Linked DNA regions of Arachis hypogaea: region 1 is linked to region 2. A link is a contact called in public Hi-C data. All regions are on one chromosome and are shown on one strand. The core of a region is the stretch at or near the end of the contact, and the rest is flanking DNA. Distances in the headings are between cores, read along the strand shown.

Region 1 (5,268 bases), core at 1,220-3,719, 46 kb after region 2:
AGTACTAGTTTAAATTGACTTTTTTGAGTAAAAAAATACTTTTATTCATTTTAAATTTTATTTGGATACGTCTTTTAAAAAAATATTTTTATTTAAAAAAATAAATTATTTTTTTTAAAAGTTAATAATACATTATTTAAAAAAAACATAAACAAAAGACAATTTTAATACTTAAAAATTCTTTAAAAAATATATTTAAATATAAAATAATTTTTATCTGTTAAAAAAATATTTTTTTTAAAAAATAAAAAATAAATATTTTTTCAAAAACCAATTTAAATTGACCCTAAATATATTCATTTAATTTTCACCTAGTTTTCTAAATAGCCACATCTTTCATTGCACGGTGTCAAGACGAAAGAAAATGTAACACGTGTTAATTTCTCTTAATAAAAGTAGAAGATATATTTTAAGTATGTATTTGACTCAATAAATCATTGGTGGCTAATTTTGTCCTCTACATAATTTTTTATGTGTACATTTGTTATTTTAAAAAAAAATAATTAGTTATCCACACTATAAGAAAATAGAGTTATTTTGACATTTTATTTTTTAACATTATAATTAAATGTCAAAATTAATATATATTTTTGACAAATATCACAAATATCAAATTTTCTATATTTTCTTGACGAAAAATTTGACCGTAGAAATTACTCCTCAATTTTGACACTCATTTGTTTTTAATTTACTCTACTATTTTTTTTCTTTTTTGGGCTCTGTTAATTTTGACATCACACTGTTCTCAATTTAGAATTATACTACTCATTATATTCTTTATCTTCAAAATCTCAATTTATTCTTTAGTTTCAAGATCACATCTCATTCTTTGTTAAAAATTTTTGTTGAGAATATTTTATAGTCAATAAATGTCAAAATAAATAGTATTTTTGACAATTAATAAGTATCACAGAAAATATGTTCTCAAAATTTTCTAACAAATTATTTTTGACAGCCAATATTTATCAAAATAAGATTTAAATTTTTTTCACAATCGCTTATATGTTAAAAATACTATTTTTGACAAAACTTTTATTAACATATTTTCATAGTTAAAATAGTATCAAAATTTATTTTTTTGACAAATTTTAATTTTCTTTTACACATTATAACCCTCAAAAATAATCTATATTGTTGTAGTGCCACTTATTCTCTCTTTCACTTATATGTTAATAAGATGCATAAATTTAAAAATGGTGATTAATAATACATGAAGTTATTAACTAAACAATTATTTGTGGAAAAATACAATATTTATTAAAAAATGAACTATTAATAAAAAAAAGGAGGGATTACATTGAAATTATGGGTATAAAATTTTAGTTGTAGTTAAAAACACACGATAACGTGATGTAGAATTTTCAAATTAAACGTATATGACTAATTAAGAGCTATCGTTTATTGTAGGTTATTAATGGTTTTAATCGGAACAAAAGTTATTAATGTTTAATTATGTACGAGATTTGGTACAAATGATGATTATGATGTTGTAGTTTAAGAATTGAATGAACATACTTATAGTGTCTTTAATGTAACTTTAATGCTTTAGGCAAATAAATTATACAGGTGGATCTAACTAGTTATTGACGAATTTTTCATTTTACGTATTTGTCCATAAAAGCATCAAATAATAGTCTTGTATCTGAGTTTGAAGATGAGATTCGAGATCGAGTTTTCCTCAATGAATTCGACGACTAGTATATATTCAGTGGCTTATTGTCAAACTACCACAATTTTACTCTGAAAAGTATAAATTTGGAAATTGGAAGGCAAGAGTGTTAAGTGAGACAGGGACCGTGATAATATATTTTGACTAAAAAATGTGTGGTGATTGGGCGGTGGTGTACGTACTGAAGTATTTGTAGCTACGAACTGACCAAGTCTGGTATTAGGGGGTTATAGGGTAGTATTTTGATATGGGTTTTAACCATACTTATCATCTATGAAATACGAACACTTTATTGAGTTGTCGGATTCGTGTGTCGGACACATTTTGCATATGACACTCACCGACACTCATCTGATACGCGTGTCTGTTATGTCCAAACCGTGTCTTAATAAAACATAAAAAATTATTCACCGGACACACTTTGACACACCTAAATATCATCACGTCTCAGCGCGTCCAGTCTTATTTAGGGGTGTAAGTTACCGAACTAGACCGAAAAATACCACAAAACCGAACCGAAAATTACAACAACCGAATGAAAAATAGAAAAAATCGATTTTTTCTGTTTTTTTTTTTAATTAAACCAATCGGTTTGGTTCAGTTTTTGGTTGGTTTGGTAGAAACCGAACCGAAAAAGATGCTACATAATGGTTCCTTTTACCGATTTACCCTTACTGATTTAACCTAGGTATAAAACCCTAAATCTGAATATCCTCACTCTCCTTTCCTTTCACTCGCGCAGTCACCCACTCACCCTCAGTCCTCACTCCTCACACAGACACCCATTCACCAATAGGCCACAGCTCACTTTCATCTTCCATTCTTCCTCCTCCATGCGGCCATGCCTGAAAGAATGAGAGCCTAAGAGAGCCAGAGAGCCAGAGAACCAGAAAGCGCCGTCCACTATCAAGGAACTCCTCTATCGTCGCTCAAAGTCGTCGCAAGTCATCCTTTCATCTCCGTCGCAGGCTCGCAGGCGTAGCAAAGAGCAGCGCCGTCGTGTAGCCAGCAGCATCGTCCAATTTGCGTCCTCATGCAGTCCTGAGTCCACGCCGTCATCTAGTCATAAGCCGTCGCAACAAACCCTAAGTCGTGGCAAGAAACCCTAAGTGGAGCAGCACTCAATCGTCGAGCAACACTCTGGTCGCCGAGCCCTCTCCTGCAAAAAGCACCTGAACAATGTCTTCTTCGGAGGTTAGAATTTGATTTTTAATTTTTTTAATTGATTAGTTAAATTAGTTAAATTCACAAATCATTATATTACCATAGTATATCAAATTTAATTTGTCCTGATTGTTGTTGCTAGTCTCTTCTTAATTAAGAAGATGAGTTTGATTTCTAATTTTAGTCTCTGAAGGTTGTTACTGGTTTGTGCTTAATTAGAAAGACAAGTTTGATTAAAATTATTATCTCTGATTGTTGTTGCTAGGTTATGCCTAATTAAAAAGATGAGTTTGATTGAAATTTTTCTACAGAATTTTTATTGTTGTTGCTTTTACTGAAATCTGTACTTAGTGAGTGATGATAAAAAGTGGGTTACTATCTATTCTTTTTATCTTGTTGACCAAACTTTGGTCTCTATTTTATCCCATAAAAAGTTAACAATTTTTATTAGTTTCTACTAAACATCTTTAATTATTTGGTTAATTTGTTTGCTGACATGGTGTCTAAGTGGTTATAGGAGTTCATATTTGTTGCTACTATTCTTCATATCAAACTATATTATGAGACATGATTTTAGAATTGATCTTACCTCATGCTTTATATTTATGTTGTAAGATTGGAGTGTCTGATTTATTTATAGTATTAGAATAAACTTTTGAAACTTTAAAAGGAAAAGAAAAAATATATCCAATACAAACCATAAAATCTGAATCAAAAGAAAATATCTATTTGCTTCTAGTAAAATACAGAAAATCAACTTTAAAAGAAAAAGAAAAAAATATATCCAATACAAACCATAAAATCTGAATAAAAAAAATATCTATTTGTTTCTAGTAAAATACAGAAAATAAATTTTTCTCAAATTATGCTAACTTAAACTCAAGAAGTAATTGTATTTTTCTTTTAAATTATATCTATTATGAAGATACAGTAAATATGAGTGCATTTTCTTTGTTTTCACATGAATCATGTAATTTTATATGTGTGCCTTTATTTTATATGATTTTATATAGCTGCATATATATGTCTGCTTTTTTTTCACGTGATTTATATATGTGTGCTTTTTTTGTATTTTTTGTGCATATATATGCGTGCTTTTAATTTGTTATCTTGTTCCATAATTTGTTATTTAATAATTAATATATTTTACAATTTGTTGTTGTAGCTTTCCAATATGTTCTCACAAGTTTAAATGTTAAATTTGTTGCTGAAAATAATGCTTTTGGTGCTGTCGATAAGTTAAAATGCTAATTTTTTTTATTGTTATGTTTATATATATGCAGCCAACAAGTAATGAACAGCTCAATGAACCGACGCCTGAAATTGGGGGTGAAAATGTTGAGTCTGTGGTACGTTCTTCAACAGACAACGACATGTTTATCAAACCCCCGCCCCATCTTAGATCAAAGAAGAGGAATGTTGATTCAATTAATGTGGGTGCAATTCCGGGAGCAACTCCTACAAATCCAGCTCTAAGCACTGTGAAAACTAATGAAGAGGTTGGCAAGAATGATCCCAATAAAAATAACAGAAAACCTTCTAGACCTAGATCTTGGACTTGGAAACATTTTACAAAGGATCCTAAGTCCAAGCCATCACATCATAGGACTAAATGTAATTGGTGTGGTGCATCATATGCATGTGACTCTCATAGAAATGGTACAACTAATATGTGTTATCATTTGTTGAATCAATGTAAAAAACTTTCTAGGAACTCGGGTGACCCTAGTCAAACAATCCTTACCTTCCAACAAAAAAAAGAGGGTGAAGGAGTATTTACTGCAGTTACTTTTAATGCTGAAATGTGTAGAAAAGTCTTTACTAGGATGATAATTGTTGATGAGCTACCGTTCAAGTTTGTTGAGGGGGAGAGATTCAGATTCTATATGAGTATTGTGCAACATAAATTTCCACTTCCGGGAAGGATTACTGTTGTTAAGGATTGTTGGAATCTTAATATTAGTGAGAAGAATAGGTTGAAAACTGTGTTCAAACAACCAAATCAATCTGTTTTTTTAACTACTCATTGTTAGACTTCTGTGCAAAATCTGAATTATATGTGTCTCACTGCTCCTTACATTGATCATGATTGAAAATTGCAAAAGAGGATTATCAATTTTTGTCTTATTAAAAATCACAAAGAAGAAATAATTGGTAGAAAATTTGAGAGATGTCTTTTGGGATGGAGAATATCTAGAGTGTTCATAATTACTATTGATAATGCTAGTTCTAATGATACTGCAATATCTTATCTAAGAACTAGAATGAAGGATTGGAATTTACATCTTTTGAAAGGAGAGCATTTGCATGTTAGGTGTTGTGCACATATTCTTAATCTTGTTGTTAACGATGGATTAAAAGAGATGCATGAATCTATTAGCAAGATAAGAAATGCTACTAGATATGTGCGTGCTTCCCCTAGTCGCATGAATAGG
Region 2 (5,562 bases), core at 1,110-3,609:
TCTTCTTCTTGATTTTCGTGTTCAACAGACTTCAACATCCTTGGTAGCTTCTTATCATCTTGCTGCACTCTCCAAATTCTCGACCTTACAATATCTTGCAATTTCGCAATAGGTTCAGTCTGACATCTCCATCCACTTTCTCAACATCACACTTAAGACTCCAAACTTACTTAATAGTTTTTCTTTCTTAATCATCATCCAAACAATGTTCAAAGACTTCCTGCTTAGGGCTTCCATCTCGATATTACAATATTGCCTCCGTGCATGTCCTAAGACATTCGGTAATGCATTACAGTAATTCCGAAAAGTTCATTAGGTTCAGGAACACTAATGTTGGCGCTGTAATCAATCTCTCCTTTCAAGTTCGAAAACTCTCTTCACAGTCGGGCATCCATACGAATGGTGCATCCTTGTGAGTCAACTTAATCACAGGCAATATGATCGATAAGAAATAAAGCTCCAAAACTCCTCTTGATGTCGCATTCTTATAAGTCCCATCTTTCACGTTCACAAATCTTGCTCTACGGAACTAACGTCGTAATGTTGCATGTAGAAGTTGTATGCGACGTAAATTCCAGCTCGAGTTGATTTTTGAAAAGATGCTAAGTTTCAAGAGACGAACTAGCAATATGAATGGTGTTCACAAGAGATTAGAAAAAGGTCTTGTATGCGGTCAAATAGAGTTGTATAGAAATAACGAAATACATAAGAAAAGGAACTAAGGTATAACTCAAAAAGAAATTTAAATCAAGACCTTGATAGAGAGAATAAGGCATAGCGAATCTGGTAAGTCTCAGTGGATTTTAGAAGAATACAGTTTACGAAGGAAAGCAACTTCATTCACAGCAAGTTCCTAAGATTCAAGGATTACACGATTATACCAAGATAAGCTCAGGCTTATCTCGGAAGAGACAAGATTCATGCAATTAAGGAATAGAATTGGAAAGATGATCAATTCATTTTTCAAGATGATATTCGAGATAAAATTCCAATGCAAGTTGCAAAAGAAAGGCTAGATCGACTCGTAAAGATGCGTTGGCACACTCTCTTTCTCGCCTGAAGCTTCCGGCTGCTGTCTTTCTTTTGATGAACACTAGTGCTTGGTGTTTCTATGCCCTGAAGTTGTCTTCATCTAGTTTTATTGTTACTGAAAAATTGGCAATTGAAGCCATTGTTGTTGTTATTAACTGAAGCTGTGAAGCTTGAACGGTGGAGTATTAGTAAGAGAAAAATATGGAACCCTCCGTGGATCAGAACCGAAACTCTGATACCATGTGAGAGAACTGAAACTGAAAGCAATGTTAAAAGTTAAGAATGAATTTTGTTATTGAATCAAATGAATGGAAGTTCTTTAGAGTTTTACAGAGTTATAATTTATACAGAAAAGAGAGGCGTAAGAAGTGTGGCCGTAGTTAATTAAAAAGAGAGTAACAAACTAACTAACTTGCTGATTTTAAGGATATTCACTTAATTAACACTAACATACTTTAGTTCTCTTGGGTTCTTTATTAGTAAATATATTACTTTATATTATTTGATATTCTAAAAGTATTGTTAGATGTTAATTTTGGTCAGTAAAATTTATATGAGTAATTCATTATTTGTTTTGTGTTGAATTTATGAAATCGCACACTAATAAGTATTATTTCAATCTTTCCTAAAATCTTATTTGATTATTATTTTAATTTGATAAAAGTATAATTATTTTAATCTAGATTGAATATTAATTATTATATTTTTCTTAGCATGAAGGATATAATAATTATATGATAATTAAAAATGTTAAATGTCCATAACGAATAATGAGTTATTACTTCAAATTTAAAGTTTATGTATAGATAAGATCCTAACTAAATTCGATCTATTTTAAATTGTTATATAAATTGATTTAATTTAAAATAAGATGCGTAAGATAAGAAAAATTAAAAATGATATCATACTTTTATGTATATAATAATGGATACAGATAATTATATCCCTTTTTAGTTAATATCTACACATAAAAATGTCAGTTTAATTTTTAGATAAGAATTTTCAGTTTGATTAGAGTTGCAGAATTTTTTTTTTTTTTTGAATTTCATTAGTCAAATAGTTGACAATAAAAAATGGTCTCAACGTAAAATCATAAATACACAAAATCGAAGGTGAAAAAATTTAAAGGTTGTTACTGATAATTATTAGAGAATCATGAGATATCTGTATTAATCTATTTAGCCAAACATACTTATATGTTATACTGCTGGATGTAAATAGCAGTAGATATGGACAAATTTTTCATTTTACATACATATTATTATTCCATAATAGCGGCGCATAATAGTCTTCTATGAGAATTTGAATATGAGATTCGAGATATTTTCCTTCATAACTTCGACGACTTGTATAAAGTGGCTTATTGTCAAAACTGCTTTAAATTTGTCATATTGGTGGGACACATGTGGGGATTTAATTTACACAAATTAGGGATAGGACAACGATGGTGATTGGGTGATGTGCGATTTTATGAGTGATAGTATTTTGATATGGGTTTTGACTTTTGACAGAGAATTAATTTTTTTTAAATCAATAATCAACTAATAAAATAACAGAGTAAAAATTACGAGTTTGAGTTATTATTATTATTATTATTATTATTATTATTATTATTATTATTATTATTATTATTATTATTATGAAGATATAAAGAGCATTTATAGAAAAAAAATTAACTGATTGTTAACTAAATAAAATTGATTGCCATTTTTTTTTAGTCTTGTTACACATCTAAAAACAAGTTTATATCCAAGTCATTTAGATTACGCTGCGAAATTTCGTCTTTTTCTTCTTCCTCCTCCTTTTCCTCCTCCTCCTTCTTCTTCTTCACTTTCTCTTTTTCCTTTTTCTTCATCTTGTTTCATTATCGTCATGGTCACCATCACTATACCACCACATCTATCTCCTCCTCTTCCTTCGATCTCTTCCTCATCCTGTTTTTTTTTATTTGAATTTTTTTATTTCCTCTTTCCTTTTCTTCTTCCTCATCCATCATCATTATCGTCATCACCAATGTTAGAAAGGGGAGAGAGGGCAATAAAAAAAGGTTTGTGAGTATTCAAGTTGTCTGGGATAATACAATATAAAAGGGTATTTATAGATATTAAGAGAATTGTAATAATAAAGACGTAATCTCCTATAATAAATATTCAAATATACTAAATAATACTAATTGATCCTAATTGATCATAATTATATTCTAACATCCCTCATCGACAACTTGAGTTTGAAACTTATTTAACACAATGAAATAAAGAGAAAAAATTGCATAAACTGATAAAATCGGTGCAGACGGAACTGCCAGAAGGAAGCGGATATGAAACTGCCGCTTGTCTGAAGGAAGCGCAGATGGAACTGTCAGAAAAAAATGCAAACGAAACTGCCACATGAAAACACATACGAAATGCAGACGGAACTGCCACCAAAAAACGCAGACGGAACTGCCACGAGAGAACGCAGACGGAACTGCTATGAGAGAACGCAGACGGAACTGCCACGAGAGAACGCAGATGAAACTGCCACGAGAGAACGCAGACAGAACTGTCACAAGAGAACGCAGACGAAACTGACGAAAGAGAGCGAAAACTATATGATTTCTTCATGAGAATAGGAAAACAACGGATGACATTGGTGTTTGATTATTCGACTCGAAAAGACACAAGAAGGAGAGAATAGACTAGTCGGTAAGGTGAAAAAGCATCAAAGAAGTGACAAAAAAAAAGAAGAAAAAAATGGTATGGAAGAAAAGTATGAAAAATACGGTAATTTCAACCGAAGAAAAACAATCTATCCTCCTCAAGGAGGATACCATGGCTCTAATACCATGTTAGAAAGGGGAGAGGGAGCAATAGAAAAAAGGTTTGTGAGTATTCAAGTTGTCTATTCAAATTGTCTAGAATAATACAATATAAAAGGGTATTTATAGGTACAAAGAGAATCGTAATAATATAAATACGTAATCTCCTATAATAAATATTCAGATATACTAAATAATACTAATTGATCCTAATTGATCCTAATTATATTCTAACAACCAACAATACCGATATTTTGCTAACATCTTTATTGATTCTGATTTTCTGTGGTGATCGAATGAATGAAACCATTGTATAATACCAAATGAACCGAAAATGGTCCATTATATAAATTCGAATTCAGAAACACATGCTTCTCGAATGAATTGAAAATTAGCTCAAAACGAAACCATTGTATAATACTAAATGAACCGAAAATTGTTCATTATATAAATTTGAATTCGATGATAACAATAACGACGATACATATTAGAAGAAGACAATGATGATGATGATGATGATGATGATGATGATGATGGAGGAGGAGGAGGAGGATAAAAAGGAAGGAGGAAACAAAATTCCAATAGGAGGAAGAGAAGGAAGAAGAGGAAGAGGTGTTGTTGGTGATGACGATAATAAAATTGAAAAATAAAAAAGGAAGAGAAGAAGAAAATGTAACATCCTGAGTAAAGAAGAAGAAGAACACATGCATGAATTTGGAAGAAGAAGAAGAAGAAAAAGAAGAAGAAGAAGGAGGGGGAGGGGAGAAAACGGAAAAAAAAATGCGTAACTCAAATCACTTGAATGAACTTAGATGTAAAATTATTTAGATGTGGAGAATGAATTACTTTTTGTTGCTATCTCAAAATTTGAGTAAAAGTTTTTTCATTGCTGTTGGTTTGGGTAGAGATAAAAAATTAAGTAAATTTCACTTTAGTAAATTTAATGTGTAAATTTGTACATGCATGAAATTCATTTATGTAAAATTTACTTGTGCACACTTTTAAGTTTTAACCAAGCATCTCTCAAACAGTAAGTTTAATTTATTGAGTCGATCACACTATTGAAGGATTTGCTTTCGTGAGTTATTTTAACAATTCAGGTTCGTATTTTCTATACTCTAAGCCAAGAACCAAGACACTTAATAGAGCTTTTTCAATAGGAATTTAGATTTTAGAAAATGGATGCATTTGGGATGAAGATCAAACTGAGTTGAGTGGAAATTGTTAGAATTTGGTTGAATTAGTCCCACATTACTTAGGATAGCAAATGGAATTGGTGGCCTAGACTATAAATATGAGGCTAAGTTCTCTATATTTTTTGCACCAGTCGGAAACACTTAAAGCTTGTATCTGACTTTTCTTTTCCTCTATACTCTTTGATTAGACAGTGTTGTGAGGTGTAGTTAAATATTTGCTTTGAGAGTGTAGGTGTACTGGGGTGCCGGTGTTAGAGAGAAAGAAGTCTATGTGTTGTAACAATTTTCACATAGTGATATTCTTTGGTTGTCATTTGACAACGGCCGTGGTTTTTCTCCAGTAATTAGAGTTTCCACGTTAAATTCTTGTGTTGTGATTGTGTCTATTTTATTTTTCTATGAAAGGTATTTTCTCAATGGGGAATGGTGTATTATTCCCAACATGTGGTATCAAAGCTTCGGTTCGGTGGGATTTATTGTTAGTATGCTCTGTGGTTGTAGCCTAGTCTGACCTTCCACATCAGAAAAGAATTTTAT

Evidence for each region. Hi-C and Micro-C count contacts between places; a contact is called where the count stands out from the background.
Region 1: a contact with region 2 is called in a Hi-C map of an unstated tissue, with 5 times the contacts expected there. The contact joins two enhancer-like sites. A contact is called at or near these places in 3 of 8 Hi-C or Micro-C datasets (leaf and an unstated tissue).

The regions. Positions count from the first base shown.
Region 1 is chr8:42,449,877-42,455,144 of arahy.Tifrunner.gnm2.J5K5, forward strand. No RefSeq gene overlaps it. Among protein-coding and RNA genes, the nearest start is that of LOC112707569, 6.8 kb to the left of the region's middle. Within about 2 kb of position 2,470, at least 2 of the 3 cell types and tissues checked have open chromatin away from gene starts, as enhancers often do.
Region 2 is chr8:42,403,547-42,409,108 of arahy.Tifrunner.gnm2.J5K5, forward strand. No RefSeq gene overlaps it. Among protein-coding and RNA genes, the nearest start is that of LOC114924329, 15 kb to the left of the region's middle. Within about 2 kb of position 2,360, at least 1 of the 3 cell types and tissues checked has open chromatin away from gene starts, as enhancers often do.